Linked DNA regions of Mus musculus: region 1 is linked to region 2. The links are chromatin contacts, called in public promoter capture Hi-C maps. All regions are on one chromosome and are shown on one strand. Each heading gives the region's core, a stretch centred on a gene start, on an enhancer-like site or on the middle of the called end of the contact. The rest is flanking DNA. Distances are from core to core; before and after follow the strand shown. Region 1 overlaps Rasgrp3 (RAS, guanyl releasing protein 3). Region 2 overlaps Birc6 (baculoviral IAP repeat-containing 6).

What was found. Promoter capture Hi-C pulls out the DNA fragments that hold promoters and counts their contacts.
Region 1: a contact with region 2 is called in a promoter capture Hi-C map of the 3T3-L1 cell line, with 4 times the contacts expected there. The contact joins two enhancer-like sites. A contact is called at or near these places in 8 of 39 promoter capture datasets (the 3T3-L1 cell line, the HPC-7 cell line, cranial neural crest and 4 more), 18 of 484 Hi-C or Micro-C datasets (the HPC-7 cell line, LSK cells, adipose-derived mesenchymal stem cells and 11 more) and 1 of 115 datasets of contacts at active chromatin or transcription factors (astrocytes).

Annotation. Positions count from the first base shown.
Region 1 is chr17:75,519,575-75,524,637 of GRCm38.p6, forward strand. It overlaps Rasgrp3 (RAS, guanyl releasing protein 3), which reads left to right. Exons shown (of 17, transcript NM_001166493.1): 14 at 4,575-4,611; 15 at 4,892-5,017. Among named protein-coding and RNA genes, the nearest start is that of Fam98a, 30 kb to the right of the region's middle. Within about 2 kb of position 3,252, at least 43 of the 459 cell types and tissues checked have an H3K27ac peak or open chromatin away from gene starts, as enhancers often do.
Region 2 is chr17:74,665,269-74,669,872 of GRCm38.p6, forward strand. It overlaps Birc6 (baculoviral IAP repeat-containing 6), which reads left to right. Exons shown (of 73, transcript NM_007566.3): 63 at 3,491-3,655. Among named protein-coding and RNA genes, the nearest start is that of Ttc27, 50 kb to the right of the region's middle. Within about 2 kb of position 2,928, at least 24 of the 459 cell types and tissues checked have an H3K27ac peak or open chromatin away from gene starts, as enhancers often do.

The DNA.
Region 1 (5,063 bases), core at 2,002-4,501, 850 kb after region 2:
AGCCTAGCCAGCTCTTCTCGCTCTCAGTCTAGCGTTCTTCATATTATAAAGAATTTCATGTACCATAGCAGCCTGTGTTCTCAGATCAAAGGAACCTGGGAAATACTCACCTAAGCGGGGATTCCTTCAGCTGTTGTTGGCTGGCACAGTGACCCACTGCCTCTTCCTGGCACTGTTCCCACCTGGGTTCTAAGGGAGCTCAGTAAACCATGTCCTGAAAGGACTCTTGCTTGATTCTGTCTTTCTCCAGCAGCTCTTCAGTGATGCTAATAATGTACTGTATCTCTATATTAGGGTGCCCTATCTTTATATGTAGTGGGAAAGGGTCTCTCACTCAAGAGTCCAGGGTGGCCTTGAACTTGAGACCCTTCTTCCTTCCTTCTGAATGCTGGGATTACAAACATGGACCATCACACCAGGAAAGGCTGTTTCTTCTCTCCCCTACTCCTGTTTATTGAAAATAGATTTTTTTCTTCTTCACATAATATAGCCTGATTACAGTTTCTCCTCCTTCTACTCCTCCAAGTTCCTCCCACCTAGCCTCCTATCTGCATCCATCCCCTTTCTGTCTCTCACTAGAAAACAGGCATCTATGGGATAATAATATAAAATATAATACAGTATAAAAGATAAAAACTAACACACTGGAATAGAACAAAACAAACAGAAGGAAAAGAGTTTAAGGAAAGCACAAGAAACTGTTGCGTTTTATAAAAAAGAAAAGGAAAGGAAGGAAGGATATGTCTGGTAGAGGCGTGTTATGGTGAGGGTGACAAGGAATGGGTGCCTCTGTAGGCCCATGCTGAGGCATTCCTCCCCCACCCCACCACCAACCCCCGAGGTACCAGCCTATCCAGGTAACTGTTGGGCAGAGCCTAGAGAAAATGCTAACACTCTATACCTATCCTCCGTGATTCTATGGGTTGTAGGTTGGCTATCATTGACTTCATTGACTTAACAGTTCATTTCCATACATAATTGTATACACACCATATTTGTTTTTCTGAGCCTGGGTTGCCTATCTGAGGCTTTTTTTTTTTTTTTTTTTTGTAGTTCATTTAATTTACCTGTGAGTTTCTCATATATATGATTGACCCTTACTCTCCTTCTGGTCCTACCCTAGTGGCTTTGTTCACACAGGAACAACCCAGAAACTGGGACTGGAATGTCATTAAAGTTTTGCAGGTTGAGACTTGCATGTATCTATTTCCTGAATCATCGTTGATGTGTTTATAATAAAATAAAGAAGCCAGGTATGGTGGCGCACGCCTTTAATCCCAAGCAGTCAGGAGGCAGAAGCAGGTGGATTTCTGAATTCGAGGCCAGCTTGGTCTACAAAGTGAGTTCCAGGACAGCCAGGGCTACACAGAGAAACCCTGTCTTGAAAAATCAATCAATCAATCAATCAATCAATCAATCAATCAATCAGAGGGACCAGCCACATGAAGATGGCGGTACAGTATAGAATAGAGTTTATTCAGGGCATGGGGAGGGGAGTTAGGAGGGTAGTAGAGGCAGAGAATGGCAGAGAGAAGTAGAGGAGAAGAATAGAGACTGGCCATGAGCATGTGGAGAGAGGGGGAAGGGGGGGGGCAAGCAGCCCCTTTTATAGTGAGTCAGGCCTACCTGACTGTTGCCAGGTAACTGTGGGGTGGAGTTTAGATAGAACGCTAACAGTCATCTTCACCTCTTACATGACAGAAGCCAGCTAGATGATTTAAAATTTCACAGACTCTTGAGAAGGTATAATTAACCTGATTGCCCACTTTCCCTTTCTGCCCCCATTTAGTCTTTAGTGGTCCTGAGCTAACCTATCAGTGGTGTGAAGACATCTTTACTGCCCAGAGGCAAACTGTGATGCCGCCAGAAGGCATTTGCATCTTAATGTGTACTGAAAGACCTAAGGACTGTAAAGGATCAAAAGAATCTCTGGGGTCCCCTGATGGGATTTCTTTGTTTGCATGAGAGGAAGGGGGCAGCCACCCGGGCGTCCTTTCTTAGTCACTCTACATTGGTAGCTACTTCATTTTTTAAAATCAGGGCCAGACGCTCCTACTCAGAGGACATGTTGACCATAATGCATTGTGAACAGTGTTCCCTCTCCTGAGGCCATTGGCCTATCCTTTTCAGCATCACTGTATTAAGTAAACAGCAAGCACCTAGACTAATCCATTACCAAGGTAGAGTTTTTCCAGTCTAAGCCCACTAAACTAAGCTAAGCCTAATACTGAACGTGCTGGCATCCCTGCTGCCCTGGGCTAGGGCTATGGAGAAGGTAGAAGGAAGATCTGGGCAAGGACACTTTTCTCACAGTGTTAAACACCAGTATACCAGGAGGGCAAAGTCCCAACTTTTACTGGAGTTTTTAGTGTCAGAACCTGGGACCCAGACGCCTCTCTAGGCTTAGCCACCTGACTTCAAGATGCCAACTAGACAAATAAACAATTCAATGTGGCCATGTTGGGAAGAGGGACTGCTGTGTTTTTTTAAAAAGAGAAAAAGAAGCTAGGGATATGTTTGGTGGAGGCTCAGTATGGTGTCGGGGAAGGGGGTGCTTCTGTGAGCCCAAGCTGAGGCATCGCTTCCCCCTGAGGTACCAGCCACAGGAAAGTATCGAATAGAATTATAGAATAGAGTTTATCTAGGGCATGGATGGGAGTTGAGGGGCAGGAGAGAGAGAGAGAGAGAGAGAGAGAGAGAGAGAGAGAGAGGGAGAGAGAGAGAGAGAGAGAGAGAGAGAGAGAGAGAGAGAGAGAGAGAGAGAAGAAGAAGAAGAAGGAGGAGGAGGAGGAGGAGGAAGAGGAGGAGGAGGAGAGGCTGGCCATGAGCAGGTGGAGAGGGGGAGGGGAATGAGGAGAGGGGACCGAGGGGTTAAGAGGGTAGGAGGGAGAGGAGCAAGAAAAGAGAGGGAGGAGGGGGGGCAAGCAGCCCCTTTTATGGTGTGTCAGGCACACCTGGCTGTTGCCAGGTAACGGTGGGGCAGAGCCTAGAAGGAATGCCAATAGCGACAAATAAAGAGGTGCTGCACGACTCCATCTAGTCTTCTGAGTTCTGACACTCCAGGTTTGTGCTTAACTAGAGCAGGTATGATCTACGACCAGGAAGTCTTTGTTGAAGTGTGGTTTGGCCCGATTTTGACCCAGCCTTGTCTCAGCTCCAGTCTCTTTTGCAAGGTGGCCCGAGAAGCTGTCAGGATTGTGGGAACTCTCTCTCAGAGAGAGATGCCCCTCCTCTTGCTGGTCTGGGACTTCAGCCTCTTTGTCTCCAGGCATGAGCTTGCTGGAAGCTCCAGTTCCCTGGGGACCATTGCTTCATTCAATAGCTTGAGGGATAAAGGGAAGGGAACACGGGACTCTTTAGAATGTCTTCATTTCTGCCAAGATGTTACACCACAACCAAGACTGTGGCCAAAACAGCTTGCAAAAACACTCCTCATCCAACCTGAGGCATTTGTCATGTCAAAGAACAAAATTATAGTTTCGGTTAAAGATCCTAGCTATCACTGTTTTAGATTCTAAAACCAGGCAACACGTAATTCAACAAAACAGGGTATGTTTTCCAATGAACCTGGTGGCAGAGGTTGATTTTATAGACAGAGAGAAGCCTAAGCAATAGCAGATTGGTCCCTCCCTGTGCATGAAGGTGGGGAGAGAACAATAGAAAAATAGCCAGGTGTAGTGGTACATGCTTATAATAACATCAACACTTGGGAGGGTGAGGCAGGAGGATTGGAAGTTCAAGACCATCTTGGGCTACATCATGCAGTCCTGTCTAAACAGAAAAGGAGAACTGATTGCATGAGTCCCTTCACCTTTCCTTCTTATGAATTAAGGTGTAGGTAGAAAATTGAAACTGGCCATTTGGGAAGAATTAAGTTGTTGCTTCTCCTGGTTCCGGGAAAGGCCTGATAAAAAGCTTAATTTCAGCACTGTAGAATGGAGCGTTCGTATGAGTGATTGTTTTCTGATGTTTAATCCTGTGTGTTGGGGTCTTGTGCAGCAACTAAATCCATCACAATGCTCCCTGGAACCTTTGGTTAGCAGTGGCTTCATACTTACTAACTTCGTGGAAGCAACCATATCCTTGTTTGGCAGCGTCAGAGCCTTTTTGACAGCCCCCACAGCCCTGCCACAGACACAGTGCAAGCACATGTGCCCCTTTTTTACCTGGCAAAATCCAAATTAGTAATTTGCTTATATTGTTTCCTTCCCTGCAGAAGGTGGCAAAAGCTGTCAGTATCATTAATGAGAAAGACAGGAAGACCTACTGGTCAATTCCTACATATTTGGCTTGAAAGTACATCACCAAAGGGGAACCAACATACCAATTTACCAACTTTAATTTCCCATCCCATCTACCATTTGGCTCCAAGAAAGAAAAGGGAAGTTAACATCACAGCTGGGGGTTGGGGGGATGGGAGAGGCTCCTCTCCGACAGGAAGGGTGTCTAGAGCAGCTCCATCCTGTTTGTGAGCCACCAGTTGTTGGCCTTCCCAGGACTTTTTTCTCTGTTGACTTGTTTTCCTTCTAGACGTCTCTTCCCATCCACTGACATTGCCTCATCTTCTGTTTCAGCTCTGGGGCATAATCAAACAAGGCTACAAGTGCAAAGGTAAATACCTGGGATGCGATGGATATTTTGGGTAGGAATCAAATCGGTCTAATTAAACCATAAATAGTCTTGGCCTCACTGAGAACTTTGGTCTCTTGGGACAATAGAAGCTAAAGAGTTAATCTGTGCCCCCAACAATGGCTTCCTAGATTCATCCCTGAAATTCAGAAGGGGGTCTGCAAGGCCAGCAAGGCTGGCAAGGCTAGCAGCTGTTTCCACTCTGGAAGCTGAGTCAGACACACGGTTCACACTCATTTGTGCTAATTTGGGTTCTTTTTAGACTGTGGAGCCAACTGCCACAAGCAGTGCAAAGACCTCTTGGTTCTGGCCTGCAGGAGACTTGCCAGGGCACCCTCCTTGAGCAGCAACCCCGGGTCACTGCCTGGAAGCCCAGCCTTGCCCCCAGGTAAGGCTCTCTGTGTTCTTCACAACCCCTCCCACCCCACCCCGCA
Region 2 (4,604 bases), core at 1,678-4,177:
ACATGTGTTACAATTTATGCTTGGACATCTGGAGAGAGAGAGAGAGAGAGAGAGAGAGAGAGAGAGAGAGAGAGAGAGAGAGAGAGTGAGTGTGTGTGTGTGTGTGTGTGTGTGTGTGTGTATGAGTATAAGTGTTTTATCCTACATGAATGTGTTTGTGTGCCATTTGTATACCTGGCGCCCATGAAATTTAGAAGACAACACTGGATCCCCTGGAACTGTTGTTATGGATGGAGCCACCATGTGTGTGGTAGGGTTTGAACCTGAGTCTTCTGTAGGAATGAATAGTACAGTCTTCTAACTACTGAGCCATCTCTCTATTTTGCTTCTTAGTATTAAGTATCTAGTGATTATTCTAGTAATTATTTATACAGCAAGGAGGTTTTTTGTTTTTAAGACAAGGTCTCACTATGTTACTTTGGCTGGCCTGGAATTTACTATGTATGATGATGGTACAGGTAGACCAGGCTGGTTTCAGACTCACAGAGATCTGCCTGCTCTACCTGTACCATCATACCTTGCTCTAGCAATGAAGTATTAATAGCCTGTTTAATTGCCTACCTTATAAGAAGTGAATGTCTTAGTTATATATCTACAGTGATATAGCTAACAATTTATAGAAACTATTTCTACCTAATATTTTCTCTTAGAACATACTTCCAGTGAAAGCAACAAAAAATATACCTAGTTTTAAATGCTTTCAGGGTGCATACTCTGTTTAATTTAAACAAAGATTTTACTTCCCACATAAATAAAGAATTAACCTTTATGGTTAAGGTTATATTTCTAAATTTTTTTTGGTTTTATCCAATTTTCATAATACTTGAGGTATTTGTTTTTGTATTATTTAATTTAAAAAATTATGTGTGTGTGTATGTATGTGTTTGGGGCAGGTAACAGCTTGAGGTCAAACTCTGGTAGTCAGGCTTGTCAACAAGTGTCTTTAGCCACTGAACTGTCTCATTCTTTCTTTATTCATATTTTTTTTAAATATAAAAATCAGTTTATTGTAATGAACTCACAAATAAAAAAATTACACAACTAGATTAATTCAGACAAATACTCCACCAGTGCGAACTCTGTACATCTCAGTGAACCTGTATTCTATTAGAATCGCCATTCTGAAGCCCAAGAGCTTTGCTTAGTGTTTTAAACTTGTGCCCTCAATTAATATTTATGTACTTACCCACTATAAAAAAAGGAAAAAAGAAAAAACTCCATGACAGGAATAAAACTAGCACAGCATTAACTTTGTATCTTCCTTCCTGACTTCTGTATCTGTTTCGATTTTCTATTCTTCCTTATCACCAATATGACCTTTTCTTGGTCTCTTTATCAGGGTTACACTGTAGTCGCCACTGATCTATATGCTTACAGAAATAAATACCTGGTCCACTCACATTTGAACAACAACAAAAAATTGAGATATGTGACCTCTAGAAATAGAAGTAGTGTGCCTCTTTTGACTAAGAATGCCATTTTAGTTTTTTAAAATTTATTGATTCACTTCATTATCAATCCAATATCAGCCCTTTCTCTCCTCACAGTATCCCCTCATGTAAGTTCTCCCCCCATTCTACCTTCCCCTTTTCTTTTTTCCATTTTGGGTCTCAGTCCTGCCCCCAGCTTTTCTGTAAGATTCCCGAGCTCCATCTTATGTTTGTTTATGAGTCTCTGCATCTCGTTCCTTTGGCTGCTGGGACAGAAGTCAGTTATGCTAGGTTCCTGTCTGCAAGCTTAATAGAGTATCATTAATAGTGTCAGGGATTGGTTCTCACCCATGGGATGGGTCTCAATTTGGGGCAGTCATTGGTTGGCCATTCCCTCAGACTCTGCTCTATCTCTGTCCCTGCACATCTTGTAGGCAGGGTACATTTTGGGTCGAAGGCTTTCTGGTGGGTTGCTGTCCTTATCCTTCTACTGGGAGTCCTGCCTGGCTACAAGAAGCAGCCACTTCAGGATCTATATGCCCCACTACTAGGAGTCTTAGCTAGATTCACCTCTATAGACCTTGTGGACCTCTTCCCATCTCAGGTCTTTGGCACATCCTAAAGATTGCCCTCCCACTGTCTACTTCCCTTTCCTCTACCCTGTTCTTCCTACATATGATCTCTCCCTACCCTCTCCGTCCCCTCTTTCCATCGTCTGGGATATCTATCCTCCCTTGGGCCATCCTTGTTTGGGTCTGTTGATTACGGCATGATTATCCTGTACTTTATGGTTAATATGCACTTAAAAGTGAGGACATACCATGTATGTCCTTTGGGGTCTTGGATACTTCACTCTGGATATTTTCTAGTTCCATCCATTTGCCTGTGAAATCCATAATGTCCTTGTTTTTGTTTGTTTGTTTGCTTTTTTGGTTTTTCGAGACAGGGTTTCTCTGTGTAGCCCTGGCTGTTCTGGAACTCACTCTGTAGACCAGGGTGGCCTTGAACTCAGAAATCTGCCTGCCTCTGCCTCCCAAGTGATGTCCTTGGTTTTTAATGGCTGAGTAGTCTACTATTGTATAGATAAACCACATTTTCTGTATCCATTCTTCAGTGGAGAGGCATTTAGGTTATTTCCAGTTTCTGGCTATTACTTATTATAAAACTGCTTTGAACATGTTGAGCAAGTGTCCTTGTGGGGTGGTGGAACATCTTTTGGGTATATGCCCAGGAGTGGCATACTGGGTCTTGAGGTAGAACTATTCCTAATCCGAACAGTGAGGAGTGTTCCCCTTGCTTCACCCCCATGTGCTGTCCTTTTAGTTCTTGATCTTAGCCATTCTGATATGTTCCTTCTAAAAATAGAAGTTGTCTTTCTCCTTTGATTGAGAAATCTCCTGAGATAGTTTTTTACTGGAGCCCTAAAATGGTCTGGCTTAAACTTTTCTGTGTTTCTGTTTCTATTTGGTTTTGAGTCATTGATTCTTTGAGCCTTAAGTAGTTTTCACTTTCATTTATTTTCTCCCTCTGCCTCCTCCTCTGCCCTCCCCTTCTCCTCCTCCTCTCCCTACTTCTTCTTTACTCCTTCCCTCCCTCCCCCACCCGTGTGTGTGTGTGTGTGTGTGTGTGTGTGTGTGTGTGTGTGTGTGTGTGTCTGTGTCTGTGTCTGTGTCTGTGTCTGTCTGTCTGTCTGTCTGTGTCTCTCTGGTGTTCTTTCCAAATTTTCTTTATACAACATGCATTAGTCTACTTTCTTGCAGCTGGATAGTGTTCCCTTGATTAGTTCAATATATTCATTCATTGGCAAGCATTTGGGATCTTTTTATCCTTGGATTGTAGTGTATAATACTGCTGTGTGCGGGTGTATACAAATGTTTATTTTAGCACCAGTTTTCATTGTGTTTGGTGTATGCCTAGGAGTGTCACAGTAAGTAGTTTTCAACTTTTTGATGAATGGCCAAATTGATTTTTATATTGTTAATCTTTTGGATAGTCCTAATGATAATTTAAAAAAAAAAACAAATAATACCAAATACTAGTAATTTTCCTCTTCTTAAAAGCCGCAGGTGTCAAATTCCCATAACCCCACATCAGCAGAAGAACAGCAGCTGTACTGGGCCAAAGGGACTGGCTTTGGCACAGGTTCCACGGCATCAGGATGGGACGTGGAACAAGCCTTAACTAAACAGAGGCTAGAAGAGGAGCATGTGACCTGCCTTTTGCAGGTACGCTTGTGAGTCGGTTGTTATCAGTACTGATGATTTACTCAGTTCATTAAGTATTTTGTCTTTTTTCTTTTTGCTGAGATGTTTCATGTTTTCTAGGCTGCCCTTGAACTCTGATCTTCCTTTCTTCACCTCCAAGTGTAATCATGACAGATGTGCTCCAGCATTCTTAGGCTTGCTTTTGCTTTCTTCTCCAAATACAGTATAAATGCCATGGTTTAAAGAATGGTCTTTTATGCTTGTAATTCTAAATATATTCCCCTCAATTAGCTTCTCACCTCAGATACAATTATCCTTTGATTTCAAGATGTTCTCTAGAAACATAACATCTGCTAGCTAGCCTTTGTTTTAATGTAAAGCCTCTGACCTGTGCTTACAACCCAGTATTCGTACTCCATTCTGCACTGGGACCTCTCACCGCTAAACTGTACCTGTAGCTCACTCTCAGTTCAAATTGTTCTATAGTGATTCCACAATCAAGCAAGTTGAAAATAGGAGGGGACATCTTTATATCATAGAAATAAATGAAATTGCCGCCATTTTGAAGTGTTACTTTGCAGTTTTAAGATGGCATGCTCGTTGTAGTATAAATTCTGAGGTCCCAGCACTCTCAGACTGAATCAGTGCAGTGAGGACTTGGAGTGCAGCGTAGTAGCGTGTGTGCCTAGCATTCATGGGCCCTCTGGATTCAGTCCTCGGCACCGCATTAAAGTGACACTGCGAGCGAGCATCTGAATCTCAGGTCACGGTGACCCACATGGCCAAGTGGAGGCCACGGGAGCCTCCTGAGTTCCCCAGAAAGAGAAATCCAAAGGCGACAGTGGTGATGCTCCCGTGTCTGTCAGTCACTGTCCAGTCACTGCTCTGTTAGTCACGGCTTACTGCGCTCGTGTGCTGCTCTGTCCTCAGGGCGCTCCTCTTTCAGTTACATAGAGAGCTATTGTCCTGT